Regions from separate parts of the Mus musculus genome. Here all the other regions are linked to region 1. A link is a contact called in public HiCAR-type and promoter capture Hi-C data. All regions are on one chromosome and are shown on one strand. The core of a region is the stretch at or near the end of the contact, and the rest is flanking DNA. Distances in the headings are between cores, read along the strand shown. Region 1 holds the start of Enpp5 (ectonucleotide pyrophosphatase/phosphodiesterase 5). Region 2 holds the start of Spats1 (spermatogenesis associated, serine-rich 1). Region 3 holds the start of B230354K17Rik (RIKEN cDNA B230354K17 gene). Region 4 has its middle 6.5 kb from the start of Gm35204. Region 5 has its middle 29 kb from the start of Gm35204.

Region 1 (2,700 bases), core at 25-2,524:
GTATGTGTATGTATGGTATGTGTGCATGTGTGATGTGTGTGTGTATGTGTGATATGTGTATGTGTGGGATGTGTGCATGTGTGATTGTGTGTGCATGTGTGATGTGTGTGCATGTGTGATGTGTGTGATATGTGTGCATGTGTGATGTGTGTGATATGTGTACATGTGTGGAATGTGTGCATGTGGCTCTGACTTGCCTTGCTATGGTCTAGGAATGGGCAGATGTAACCTATGAGGCAGGCTGGCTTTGTTTTCAGAACCATAAGCTGTATGCAAAGGATGCATATGAGCTTAAGGTTAGATTTGCTTTTTTAAACTGTGGTTTCATCCAGACTAGAAACTGTTTTGGACATTGGTCTCAAGACAATGACTGATTCCAAACTTAAATTTACTATTGTATCTTGAATGCCACTCATTCTGGGAGCAACATTAATAATGGCCATGACGGGGAATTAAATGTATGCAGGAAACTGCAAATGACTGATCCCTGTTTCTTCCCTCTTTTCTTTTCTTTCCCCCAATTTTCTCTCCCATCTCACTAACACGAAGGAAATTATTATCAACCAAATACAATTTAATGCCAAGAAAGAATCAGTTGCACGGAACATATGATTTTTTTCCCATCTATTTTAGTTAATTGAGGTAAATAGAAGACAACTGTTTTCTTGGGGCAAACTGAAGCGAAGTATGAGGCTCTGTCTAAAGCTCGGGGATGTTCGATAATAAGAAGCAACATAATTACATGGGTGCCACAACGCAGGTGGGGGTGGGGATGAGGAAAAAAGGACAAATCTCTCATTTCTCCACGCAGAAACAGCACGGAGCCCTGAAACTCTCTAGATCTCGATTGAAATCGCCCTGGCCTTTCCAGTCCTTCCTCTCTCCAGCCTCCCCCACCCCCACCCCGCCCCAACCTAAGCAAACAGGCGCACCAATCAAAGAGCAGAGGAGTGGGCTTATGTCAGGGTGTTTGCCAGGGTGGGTGGGTGCGTCGCCTCTTCTCTACGGGGTTGCTAGGCCTCCCCGCCCCGCTGGCCGGTGACAGCCCCAGTGTGGGCCTCTGGAGGCAGGCCACCCTTCTCCGGGGACTCACCCGCGCTGAGACAGATCTGTCCTGGAACGTTTGGGACCAAGAGGAGGCAGAAACAAGGGGCACTGTAGGATCCTGTTCGCTCACCTGCACGCAGCCTCAGCGCAGAGCACCTGACTCGTCGCTGCAGCCCGCCCCGCTGCTGGAACGCCATTGGCTCCCGCCAGCTTGTCACTGTTACCAGGGTGAAAAATCCGCTCCTAGGAGTAGCTGTGCTGCCTGTCAATTAGCGGAAGCAGGGGGGCGGGCGCTGCGTGGGTTTGAAGGAGGGGGACTTGGTGGCCAGGTTTGGGGATAGGGATGGGTGGCTGGGGGCTCTTGTCACTCAGAACTGCCCTGGTAGGCCTGTTGTGTCCGTGATATTGAGGGACTTTAGTGTGCTATCCCAGTGGTTGGAGATCTGAAACTCATGTTCATTATAAGCTAATTTTATTCTACCATCTCTTCTGAGTTTTCTTCTTCCTTTATCATAAACTGATGACGTCACTCAGTAAGCTTTAATTGAAGGAGGGACATCAGAATATCCAAGCTTGCCATGAGATGGTGTTAATAATTCGAAACAGGGTCTCATTTAGCTCACCATAGTGTGGAACTCAGTTTGTAGCCCAGCATTACCTCAGTCCTAGTACCTTCCTGCTCCAACTTCCTAAATTCTGGGGATTACAGGCATGTATCACCATGCCAGGTTTTATGAGGTGCTGGGAATTAAACCCAGGTTTTCCTGGATGCCAGCTGAGCACTCTCTCAACTGAAGAATATCCTTAGCCCTCATGAATCTTTTGTTCATGAATAGCTGGTGTCAAGTATTTCCTCTATGGAAGGCTTTGGGAATCTAGTCTGTTCTGAAGCCCAATGTGTGACTTCCAAGTGTTTGCATCTTATTATAAGTTGGCCACGCAGGCACTCCCCACTCCTATCCTCCAAGCAGTAGCACCTGAAAGCTTCAGCTAACCAAATCTGTCTGCAATAGGCAGTATTATCTGCTTGATTGTCACAACTGAAGTTTCAACATTTAATCAGCTGGTAAGGCTACAAGCATCCACAGCTGTGGCCTTGGTGCCTGTCTGTAACAAATGTCTTCTGTTCTGTGTGCTGGGGCTGTGATGTTTGTAGCCACGTTCTGTAAAGGAATTGAGCCCTTTGGTCTTAGCCTTTGGTGTATTTCTAATGAGGGGACAGTCTCAACTCTAGCCATGGGCACTTGCTAAATTGGGCGGCACTGCCCTGAAGGGCATTTGGGCACTCTGCCATGGGGATTTTTATCATTTTCAACACGTGGGAAGGAGGCGGAAAGGGAGGTTGTTTCTGCGTGTAGCCAGACCCAAAACCATGAAGCTGCACAACTTGTTCCGAAGCCCCAAGTCCTGACCTTTGAAACTGCTCAAAGTTGGAAGGAGGTGGTTCAGTCTAGTAAGTCCTTATCTCCCAGCCTAAGAAGCCAATTCCTTGTTCACTCCAAAGAAAGAAAACCTGGAAGAAAAAAAAATCAGGGGTGAGAATGGGCCTGTTTCTATGTGGGTCATTGAGAATTGGAGGCTCTGCTCACGTGACAGGCTGCCATGCTCTGCAAACTTTTTATGGAAGTTGGGATTGTTTCCCACCCGCCACGC
Region 2 (2,700 bases), core at 174-2,673, 1.4 Mb before region 1:
TATTCAGCTGTTTGATCCCACCAGTGGCCATTCTGACATTACCACCTTCTCATTTTCTTTCTTCCTGAGACAGTTTCTGTGTATAGTTCTGGCTGTCCTAGAACTCGCTCTGTAGATCAGGCTGGCCTTAAACTCACAGAGACCCACCTGCCTTTGCCTCCAGAGTGCTGGGATTAAAAGTGTGTGCCACCACTGTCCAGCTCTGGCTTCTTTTTTATAACCCCAGTGGCCGTCTCCTATTGGATGACTCCTCAGTTAGGGCGTGGCCTGGAGAGGATCTACTCCGTCTAAGCAATATTTGGCTAGCTCAGTTTCAAGATTTCTATACTCCTTCTGTTGTTTCTTTTGCAATCAATGCAATTACTAACAACAGAACCACTCTGTGGAGAGGGTTCAGTGGGTAACGTGCTTTCTGCACAAGCCGAGGACCTGAGTTCAAACCCCAGGACCTACTAAAAGCCATATGGCACATCTATAAGCTGGTGGGACAGAGATAGGTAGTTCCCTGGGACTCCTTGCTGTAACAGTGAACTCCGGGTTCAGCAAGAACCTTATTTCAAAAATGTAAGGCAGAGAGCAACGGAGGAAGACACCTGACATATACAAATGCATGGGCAAGTGAGTCCCTGATACATGTGCACGCACATGCATACAGCACACAAGTAAATATGAATAATTATATTAATTACTCTCTCTCTTTTCCTCCTCCTCCTCCTCCTTCTTTTTTTGTTTTTTTTTTTTTTTTTGAGACAGGGTTTCTCTGTGTAGCCCTGGCTGTCCTGGAACTCACTCTGTAGACCAGGCTGGCCTCAAACTCAGAAATCTGCCTGCCTCAGCCAGCCTCCCAAGTGCTGGGATTAAAGGCGTGTGCCACCACTGCCCAGCCCCCAAACCAGGTCTCAATATAAATTTAGAGACTAAGCTTGGGATGGGGGGCGTTTCTATGTGAGATTTATTAGGGAAAGGGTTAGAAAGATAAATTTCAGTCTATACCATGGAGAGAAAGATAGCTTTGTAAGGGTGGAACTTGGGAGTGAATCTGTTTTCTGGATGACCTTGAACGAGCCTTTGTTCAAAGTCAGTTTTCTATTTTGAAAAACGCAGCTGGCTGCTGAGGCAAGACAGCATCCAGCAGGGCGCCTGGCCCAGAAAAAGGAGCGGTAAGTGGTGGGTGAATCCTGTCTAATCAGGATGCCAATTCTACACCGACATCTGCAAGCTCTGTAGAGGGTGCACCGCACACGGCCACCCGAGGTGACAGAAGTAGCAATGACAGTTGTTGGAAAAGAGCCGCAAACTAAAACAAAATCCTGAGGTTCTGCAGCTCTGAGGTCTGAGACCTCCATCCTCAACCCAGGCCGGAGCGCCGGGTGCAGGAAGATAGGTGCGTCAAGAGTAGCGCGCCAGCTCGCGGGAAGTGGCGCGTTGTCCTGGCAACCCTGGACCGAGCCTTGCAGGCGGTGGTAGACGCCCTTGCTTTCGCTTTGCATCCTGGTATTTGGCAGTTCCGCTGCCAGTTGGTGCGTTGATCTGGGCCACATCCTCCATGGAGTCTTCCAAGGGTAGATGAAGGGCTTCCCCCAGGGAAGTAGGGTGGGACTCAGAGGTGGAAAGGAGACCCAAGGACGGGGCGGGGCGAGTACTTTCGGGAGCCCTGAGTCAGGAGGAGGAGGAGTGGGCAGGACATTCAAACCCGTGAACACCGCTAGGAGGTCCAGTGAGATTTAGGTTTTTCCCTTGCGCTGCCTCTTGAATTTCAATGACTTATGGGGTCTGTTGGTTTTGAATGATAGCCTTTCTAACAAGCACCTTTTGGGTCCGATTGCTTTTCACTGTGTGAACTGGTGAGCCCATGAATACTGGATATGGCAATCCCGTCCGCCAACTTCCCTCTGTCTCAAGAGCGGCCTGTACTAGAGAGCGGCAGAAGGTTCCAGAGAAAAGCGACTTGGGCATGACTAAGGTGGAAAAGAAATACAATTGAGTTCTGGGAAATCAAAAGGTTGGATGGGTGTATAAGCTTATGGAGAGAAAAGGTTTATTGGACTCATAGCTTTATAGGTTTTTTTTTTTTTTTTTTTTTTAAAGACTAAGCACTGCTACCTCATATGTAGCCCAGAGTAGCCCGGAATTCTCCATCTTTTGCTTCACAGGCCCCCGACATTCCAGGTGTGGCTCATGGTCAAGGTCCTGTTGCTTTGGCCCTCTGGTGGCATATCATAGTGGCAATCATCAAAGCGTCTCCCTCTTAGTCAAGAAATAATGACGAGTAAAAGGGATGGCTGTGGTCCCACTCTTTCACTCAGAGGCACCCCAACGACCCAAGACTTCTTATTTTTTTAAAGTTGTCTTTATTTTATTTATGTATGTTTTGCCTGCCTGTTTGTATGTATGTATACTGAGTTTGCGTCTGGTGCCTGCAGAAGGTAGAAGAGGGCGTTGGATACCCGGGAACTGGAGTTATGGATGGCTGTGAACCACCACGTGGTGCTGGGGATAGAAGTCCCGCCCCCCCCTGCAAGAGCATCAAGGGTTCTAACTCTCTCCACCTCCATGCCCTCTGACTTTTAAAACAGTCCCATCATCCCAACAGTATGACAGACTGGGAGCTAAATCTTTAAAACATGGGTTTTTGGAGAGCATTGCAGATCCAAGCTAAGGCAGATAGTTAGGGGCTACACACAATGAGCTCATGTCTAC
Region 3 (2,700 bases), core at 79-2,578, 1.4 Mb before region 1:
AAAGATGACAGAATGTTGAGTGGAAGAAGTCACTGTCATGATCCTTTGGAATAGCCTATGTGAAAGAGGACTGGTTCAACTGTGGATTTATTAGGCCTCTCGATTACAAATAATGGAAAGCTAACTTCAATGACTAAATCCAAAAGGGGGATATGGAAGTAGTTACGACTTGGGAATGTTCTAGATCCAGGGACCATGTAGTTCAAAATACAATTGTTAGGTGCCACACAATTGGTAGGTTAGAGGCTTATCAGCTAGCAGAAACACTGACCTCTTTTGGATCCTAGCGTTAAGATCCCCAGAGAGGAGTGTTCAGATTTGCTTTGATCTGGTCAACCAAATGGTGTGTGACCTGGGTGTGTGGGATAAAAACCATACAACTAAGTGATGTTGGCAGGAGGTAATGGTTACACATCTTTACAAGAGAGCATTGCAAAGAGTACCAGAGGCAGAAAATGGCTTGTTAACCTGTCATCCTGTCAGATGACAGGAGTGAAATGAGATTGTAGGTCACTAAACCCAAGTGTTCTTCATAACACTACACTACCTCCCTCTCAACTGAAAGCAGTGATATTTTGATACAATTTCCTATTTCAAGGAAAAAAATCGTAACAAAAATCGAATCGGAAAATCCGTCATGTCTTCTAGAAGGGGCAAACGGAAGCATGAACAGTGACAACAAACCAGAGCCGCTATGCACGGAATAAAATCTTTCCCTAGGGACCTGGGGTGACACCAAGTAATTAATTGCTCTGGAATAGTGGAGAAATCTGCGTGGGAAAAGAGAGAGGAGATGGCAGAGAGTCTGACAATTTCCACTTCACCGAGACTTTGTGGACTCGCAGCCGCCCTCTGATTTGATGAACAAGTTGTTTGTTCCACTCTTCAGAGGACGACCCCGGATTCCAGGGGCGAGACTCCCGCAACTCACCGAGTTTGTTCCACAGACACCCAACAGCGAGGGATGAGGGAAAGCGGCTGACGTGACGCTTCCCAAGGGTCCCTAGGGCGTCGCCTCGAACCCCTTGTGGCTCTTCCAGGAAGGAGAGCGAACACTTTGGGGCGAGCAGTCGCTCAGTCCCTCAGGTTAGAGTTAGGATCTTGAGTCCGTCCGGCATCCTCGGCGCTTGGCGCTGCGAGTTGGAGCTCCTAGAAAGAGAACGGACTCGTTTGCATCTCCCCGAGGACTCAGCGAAGTCCTCGTCGGTCGCCGGGATGCCCAGCGCAGCGCTCCGTTAAACAAACAGACAAACAAACAAGCAAACAAACAAACAAACAGCGCTCCCTGGGGACCAAGCGTGCTGAGGAACGCCACACCCCTCACATTTATTCCCCACCCCCGGCACTGCCCTCCGCGTGACGTCAGGACCAATCCCTTCACTGCGTTCCCGGTCAAGTTCCAACTCTGGCATCTCGCGAGAGTTTTGTTTTCCTTCACCCTAGTCTCGGACCTGCGCGCGACACGTCGGGCGCCTTGGCACCTGCGGTTTGATTAGTCTCCATCAGTCTTAAGGTTGCAGCCTGGCCGCCCGCGTCTTTTGCCTTCGGCCGCTAAGATCTCGCGAGATTTCCCGGGGCTGCCCACGCCGCGCCTGCGCAGAGCTCTTCAAAGCAGAAGGTCGCTCTTGGGAGGAAGTGGCCTTTTGCGTCCCGTGCCCGGAGCGCCGTTACTACTTTCTCGAAGCTCTCCTCGGCTCCCTTGCCGGGACACTCTGCCGCTAAGATGCCCCGGATTATGATCAAAGGGGGAGTGTGGAGGAACACGGAGGTGAGGCAGCTTTTCCCGCCGTCCGCAGCCCTCCGCCGGCTCTGGTAGCGTGTGCGCACGCGCGGGGAAGCTCCGGGAGCCGTGGCTGTCCCGCGGGGGTCTGCGGTGCGGGGCGGCGACTGCGCGGACCCCGGGGACCCTCGCGGTGCATGGGTGCGGGCTCGGGTCACCTGGCTCACCCCGGGGGCGAGGTCGCGACTTGTCGCCCGGCGCTCCTCGCTTGGCATTTGCTAGGCCCTTGATCACTTATTTGATCAGTTAGGGACGCGCCCCCTCGGTGTCTTCTGCAGCCCGGTGGCCGCCGACCGGACCTCCCCCGGAGCCTGGTGTTTCTCCAGCTCCTTTCGATCTCAGCTCGTGCACAGCGCTTCGCTCTGTTAGAAGCCGTTGTGGCTGCAACTTTGTTTTTTCCGTGACTTCTTTACAGCCGGACAGGCTGCCCGTTTACGTCTGCACCTCTCTGCTTATCTTAGGACCTGGGTCCTTTCTCTTACCTTTCCAGTCACGCCACCCTTGCCGGGATAGAAGCCAGTTAGGACAAACTTACCTACGGTGGTGTTTGCGTCCAGAAATGTTGTAGATTATGTCACGGTGAGCGGAACAGCAGAAGGAAGGAAGTAAAATAGAAATTAAGTTAACGTGCATTTAATCGAGTGCGCCGAATGTATGAGCACCTTTCCGTCTGTCTTGTGCGTTCTTGAGATAGCTCCTTATTGCTTTGGCATCTTTCTGAACATGCTCCAAACTTAGCTGAGAACACTTCTTAGAGTCCTCCTGGCCCATTCGTTGGTCGTCCCGTTGAGAGTTAGTTGTTTAGTGGTTTGGTGGCACCTATTTTTCATTTACTACAGCTTTGTTTTCACAAGCACTTTTGTGTGGCTCCGGCTGAGTTACTTCTGAGAGCCTCAGATTACTCATTTTTATAAGACAAA
Region 4 (2,700 bases), core at 147-2,646, 1.2 Mb before region 1:
GCAGATACCGAGCTCTTCACGTTGAGTTTTCTTTGTCTCCCTTCCTTTTAGGCTTTCCAAGGAACATGGTGCCTCTAAGCAGGCATGTGCTTTGACCCCCAAAAGACACCCTTTGCGTCACTGACAGTCCCTTTGTATTGGGCTACTGTCTGTCATTTCTGATGGGCTGGCTGGTGGGAACTGTCCCACAGACTCCAGCCCCAGGGCTGACAGTAGGTCTGTCTTCAAGCTGTTGGGCTGTGTTCAAGTCACAAACAAAACCAGAGAACACGATTCACGGCCCCATGGGTACCACTTTTCAGCTGGTGATGGGTTTGGCCTCTGTCCTCTGCTTTGTGGGTCAGCAGAGAAAGTGCCCACTTACACAGGATGTAATTTTAAGAGCTCCAACATGACCAGCTATCCTTTGGCTTGGGATAGAAATATCCATGGAGGAAATGTGTTAAGATCAAGGAGGTTCCTGTCAAAAGAAACAGCTGGCCAGACAGGGACAACCTGCTTTACACAGCTCATTATTGATGTGTAAGGCATAGAACAAGCTTCCACAGTCTCTTCTTGTTTCAGTGAGGCGGGACCTGGTGGGCAGGTGGTGCCCCTGTGCTGATCTGTGCTTGTCTGAGACTGTGGGGAGCTGCCTGGTCCTCCGGCATCTCCCCATTGCTCCTCTGAAATCTGGAGAAACCTGCTTTGACAAGGTCATGGAAAAGTTCATAATAAATTGTTCCCTTGTTCAAATCACATCTCAATGAGAGCCACCCTGACCGCCATCTTTCACACTGTCACCAGCCGCCACTTATAATGTCTGGCTTTCCTGCTCTATTTTCATTTAATGTGCATTCACTTAGCATACAATATATTTTTACCTCATGATTATTTTCTGTTTCCTGTTAGAAAATGAGCTTCAGGAGGGCATGGAAGCCAGGCAGGCTTTTACTGTGGTGGGGGCTAGGTATACGGGACGGGACATGTAGCACTAGATACCTTTTATGTGGAGACACTGGAGGGAAATATCTACAGCTCTGACTCTTGGAGATGGCTTTTTCTTTTCTTTCCAACGTGTCTTATGGAGATGGCTCAGGGGATGAAGCAACAGGTTCTTGGAGAAACTGGGAATCAGTAAGGCCCACTTCCACTGACTTGGCAGCTGAGTGTGGATTTAAAGAGTGAATAGTGATTAGGGAAACAACCTCCCACGTAGCCGCCTGACCTTTTTTTTTTTTTTTTTTTTTAATTTTTTCCCTTGTACCTGTACTGTGTTCTATAGCACAAGGACTTCCTGCCACCATTTTCCTCAATCCCAGCACTGGAAACGAGGCCTGGCAATGTGTTAGATACACTCCAAGATGGAAGACTCACCATTTTCTCATGCTCCTGATTGATAAAGGAAACCAGTGACCCAGGTCTAAAAGGGAGACCAAGGAAGCCCTGGCTTTCTTTGACTCTTAAAAAGTAGGCTACTCTCAAACAATGGAGGTTTCTGAATGACCCAGTGGATAAAAGGGAACTATTTCCAGCAAGCACGAAAATATTCTGGTTTTTTTCTTTTCTTTTCTTTCCAACGTGTCTTATGGACAGCACTCTGGGCTAGGTCCAGAGGGGGAAACCAGGAGGAACATAGATTGGGGAAACATATGTCCTGCTTAATTGGGGACAGTTATGGCTTGCACCTGGTGGCCTGGTCTAATGTGCGGGAGTTCCTCTTTTTCTGTTGTTTGTTTTAGTTTGCTCTGAGAGGGCCTTTCTACATAGCTGGGGCTGGCCTTGAACTTGAGGCTTCTCCTGCCTCAGCCCTCTGAGTACTGAGATTACAGGTGGGCAGCACCATGGCTGGCTTTGTTTCTCTTTCAATCTCAGGAGCATCGAGACTGGCTTGAGAAACGAATAATGCCCTTGACCCTCTACTGGCAATCTCGCGGGCTGGTAGGACCAGATAACAGCTCCTGTTTGGGGGAATGAGTTAGGGTAAGCGGGGCTGCAGTCAAGGGTTTCCAAGGAGTGAGGCAACAGCCCTTTCCCCTCCTTCACTCAGGTTCTGGTGGGCTAAAGTGAGCGTTCTTAGCAGGCCACCCACATGGTACCAATGTGAGCCATCAAAAGTGTACATGCTATGGAGGTGGTACCCTCTGGAGTCACCCCAAGGTATACGGTATAAAGGGTGACCCTTGGAATTGCACCCAAAGCTCCCATGGGTGTTGGGTTTGTAAAGGTTGAGAGATCAGTGTCTTAGTTTGATCAGCCATTTAAGATCACAGGCTTGCTCTGTTCCTTATTAAGTCCCTTGGTTCTAGTTTTTCCAGGAAGCCTTCCAGTACAACATGAGTTGATCTGAGCTGTTTTTAACCATCAGCTACTAACCTGAGCCCTTCAGAGACCTTTAGAGAAAGTAGTCCGATCTGATGGTCTTCAGCCATGACTGGAGAGGCAATAAGAGGATACATGTGCCCGAGACCCTTGGTGATTGACATGTCTGTGGGGAAGGAGAGCTGTGGGCGTGTGTGTAAGGTTCTTGCTTGTGGGCTGAGGTAGGAGCCTCTTATCTCTCTTGTAGACTTGAAGACTTTGGTGACAAGGAGGACAGAACCTCTTGAAGTTGGCTCTGTTGGCTGACCTCACTGCCCCTACATGATGACTTGTTTTCTGGATTCCCTACAGAGGCCAACTTCAGGGATGGAGAATAATTCATCTCTGGCCTTCTGCTGG
Region 5 (2,700 bases), core at 151-2,650, 1.2 Mb before region 1:
GGCTAACCCAGCTCTCTTCATTCCTCCCTTGCAGTGACAGTTGCTTTGTTTTGTGGCAATACCATCTTCAGTCTCATCCTTGAGAGCAAAAGGATGGTGTTTTCTTGACTTCTCTGCCACCAAAGTCTAGAACATTCCATCAGCGCAGACAGGCAGCTGCCCAGTGTTATGGCTATGAATGGTGGCATTGAATGAATGCCAAGTGTCATGGTCACACTCTGTTTTAGGAGTGAACTTGAGGGTGCTATTCATCCCTTTGACTGTGTCAGCCGAACGCCATCCCTCGCCGCACTGTGGAAATGTGACTATTCGTTATGAGATGCTCACACTGACAGAAACATACAAGGAATACTTATTCATATTATACATACATCAGTGGACGCTCGCCATTTAGTATAAGCAAACAGCATCTGCTAATTTTGATGTGGCTCTAAGGGCCCAGTTTTCCTCTTTCCCTCTGTGACAGTTGCAGTAATGACACCGTCCTGTGACACGGAAGCATCATGTCAAACACATCCCAGAGATGCGTTATACAGGAGATAAACCTCAACCTCTTAGAGTTGAATCGTTACCAGTCTCTCAACATTAACCAAGGCCACCTAGGTTCGAGCTCATACAGAGAGCATTCCCAGATAAAGACAGGGAAGTCGTGGTCCTTAATAGGCATCCTGTCACAAAGACCAGGGAGACCATATATGATATATATGATGGAAGTGTGATGCTCTGAGATTCATTTTATAGGTCATTGAACTGAGAACCGGAACAGTGTGTGGTCTTATCTCTAGGGATCTAGGTTGGGCATCAAGGGCTGGGACCCAGGCTCAGTTTCATCTCTGCTGTTATTTAGCCATGGGACCCTTCGGCGATCACTTCTCGCTTTCCCAATTTTCTTGCCCCCACCCGGCAATGAAAGAGTGAGAGTAGAATATTTGGAAACTCCCTCTCCTCCTTTAAGTCCGAGTTTCTGATACTTCCCACCGCCAAGATCTCACCTGGCTCCCTGATGTCCCTGGAGACTTTGCCTGTAAGCTGCGCTCTGAGCGGAGCCCTGTGGAAATCTCTAGCTCAGCCTGCATCCCCCTTGCTAGCTGGCCTGCAGTGCCAGGGAGAACTCTCCAGGCAGGCGTGCTTCTGTGGGTCTGCCCGGCGCTCTTATTGCCACAGTTTCCATTCATTTCCTTTGACCTGCCTGTGGGAGAAGCTTATGATCACTGATAATTCTAGTTAATCCCTTAACTAGGAAAAGGAAACTAGCCATCTAATAGGCAAAATGAGGGAAGGACTTGGCACACCATCTGCAAAATATAAACCTAAAATATTCCAGAGTGTTCTCTGGGAGGCCGCAGCCATTAACGCCCCGGAGAGTCAGCTACTGCATGGCCTGGCTCCTGGCGGTGGGAAGAGTTCTGAGCCCAGCTGGGAGCGGGCACTTTCCCTCTCTGCGTGCTTGTGGTGGACTCCGTTAACTCGCTAAGGCAGAACATCTCCAAGCCCGTAAAAAGCTTTCTGACATGTCCCCGAGCAGCTGGCCTCCCCCATTTCAGAAGATGTCATGGTTTATTAATTCTTTGCAGAAGCAATAAGAACTGGGTATTGGCTTAATTTGGGGCCAATTTACTGTTATGGTAGGAAAAATTGGCTCTGTCTCCTTTTATTCAACACAAGGGTCTATATTTTCTGCTTTAACCCCTCCCGTGCTGGGCTTCTCCCTACTCTGCTTTTCCATGGATAACTTTGGGCCTCAGTTTCTTCAACATAAAGCGGAGATAATTGTAGTAACGATTTCCCAGGATTGTGCTGGATAGATATTAAGTTATTGAGTTATTTTAGTGTCTTTCTCTACCAAATGCTCCACATGGTGACACTTAAAAAAAAAAAAAACACCAAACCCGGGAAATATCACATCCAGATGTCCTGGCCTCTTTATGGATAACTGGTACCATGGCAACCCTATGTTCATGTTCTCATTAAGAAGAGCTATCTGGAGTTGAGTAGCGAAAGCATGCTTGAAAAAGGACATCTGTACCTGCTCAGGTCTCTGGGCCTTTCCGTTCTACAGAGGTGGGGGTGTTTCTGCCCGGTCCTGTGGCCTGGAGTCTGAGATCTGGGGTTTCCTGTTTCTTTGATAGGCTGTGCATAGCCACGGAGCCGAACTCTCCTAAAGCTGCTTCGGTGGGTAAGGGCTCTTGCTTCTAAAGCACAAAGGGGCTGAGTGTGAACCCCCAGCATCTGTGTAAAAAAGGTGGGTGTGGTTACACTCAAGCCTATAACTGCAGCAATGGGCAGGGGATTGGAGACTCAGGGATATTGAGCCTTGCTGCCTGGCAACCTAGCTCCATGTTCTTGGAGGGATCCCATCTCAAGGGAATGAGGCAAATAGATGATTTTAGAAAGACACTCAACATCCTCTTCTGACCCAACTGTATGCACACACAAATGAACATCAAGCCTACGGACATAAACAAAAGAGAAAATCTGGCTTAGCTTAGCCTTGGGATGTAGCTATTATCCTACACATGCGGGAAGCGGAAATGGGGGATTATGGGATCAGGGCTAGCTTGGGCTACAAAGAGGAGTCTTCTGTCTTAAAACAAACAAACAAACAAACAAACAAACAAAACAGCCCTGAACTGTCCTACAGAGTCCTGGTTTTACCTGCACTGGTAGTAGCAGGAAGCAGTGGTTTTTTGGGAAGGAAAA

What was found. Promoter capture Hi-C pulls out the DNA fragments that hold promoters and counts their contacts. HiCAR-type assays count read pairs that join an accessible place to other places.
Region 2: a contact with region 1 is called in a HiCAR-type map of astrocytes, with 5 times the contacts expected there. The contact joins the promoter of Spats1 here to the promoter of Enpp5 in region 1. A contact is called at or near these places in 4 of 39 promoter capture datasets (cranial neural crest, frontonasal cranial neural crest, hippocampal neurons and 1 more) and 1 of 115 datasets of contacts at active chromatin or transcription factors (astrocytes).
Region 3: a contact with region 1 is called in a promoter capture Hi-C map of hippocampal neurons, with 7 times the contacts expected there. The contact joins the promoter of B230354K17Rik here to the promoter of Enpp5 in region 1. A contact is called at or near these places in 12 of 39 promoter capture datasets (the 3T3-L1 cell line, 3T3-L1-derived adipocytes, the HPC-7 cell line and 7 more), 2 of 115 datasets of contacts at active chromatin or transcription factors (large pre-B cells and thymic regulatory T cells) and 2 of 9 other capture datasets (adipose tissue and liver).
Region 4: a promoter capture Hi-C map of the HPC-7 cell line shows a contact between it and region 1, with 9 times the contacts expected there. The contact joins the enhancer-like site here to the promoter of Enpp5 in region 1. A contact is called at or near these places in 10 of 39 promoter capture datasets (the 3T3-L1 cell line, 3T3-L1-derived adipocytes, the C10 cell line and 6 more) and 1 of 115 datasets of contacts at active chromatin or transcription factors (embryonic forebrain).
Region 5: a contact with region 1 is called in a promoter capture Hi-C map of hippocampal neurons, with 5 times the contacts expected there. The contact joins the enhancer-like site here to the promoter of Enpp5 in region 1. A contact is called at or near these places in 8 of 39 promoter capture datasets (the 3T3-L1 cell line, 3T3-L1-derived adipocytes, the C10 cell line and 5 more) and 3 of 9 other capture datasets (adipose tissue, embryonic stem cells and liver).

What each region holds. Positions count from the first base shown.
Region 1 is chr17:44,077,376-44,080,075 of GRCm38.p6, reverse strand. It overlaps Enpp5 (ectonucleotide pyrophosphatase/phosphodiesterase 5), which reads right to left and starts at 1,274. Exons shown (of 4, transcript NM_032003.3): 1 at 1,094-1,274.
Region 2 is chr17:45,473,661-45,476,360 of GRCm38.p6, reverse strand. It overlaps Spats1 (spermatogenesis associated, serine-rich 1), which reads left to right and starts at 1,423. Exons shown (of 8, transcript NM_027649.3): 1 at 1,423-1,562. The coding sequence starts at 1,547.
Region 3 is chr17:45,432,459-45,435,158 of GRCm38.p6, reverse strand. B230354K17Rik (RIKEN cDNA B230354K17 gene) reads right to left here and starts at 1,328. Exons shown (of 3, transcript NR_130961.1): 1 at 932-1,328. Cdc5l (cell division cycle 5-like (S. pombe)) reads left to right here and starts at 1,452. Exons shown (of 16, transcript NM_152810.2): 1 at 1,452-1,768. The coding sequence starts at 1,724.
Region 4 is chr17:45,290,242-45,292,941 of GRCm38.p6, reverse strand. No RefSeq gene overlaps it. Among named protein-coding and RNA genes, the nearest start is that of Gm35204, 6.5 kb to the left of the region's middle. Within about 2 kb of position 1,396, at least 4 of the 459 cell types and tissues checked have an H3K27ac peak or open chromatin away from gene starts, as enhancers often do. A contact at or near this core is called in the HPC-7 cell line, where this site is marked.
Region 5 is chr17:45,325,686-45,328,385 of GRCm38.p6, reverse strand. No RefSeq gene overlaps it. Among named protein-coding and RNA genes, the nearest start is that of Gm35204, 29 kb to the right of the region's middle. Within about 2 kb of position 1,400, at least 21 of the 459 cell types and tissues checked have an H3K27ac peak or open chromatin away from gene starts, as enhancers often do. A contact at or near this core is called in hippocampal neurons, where this site is marked.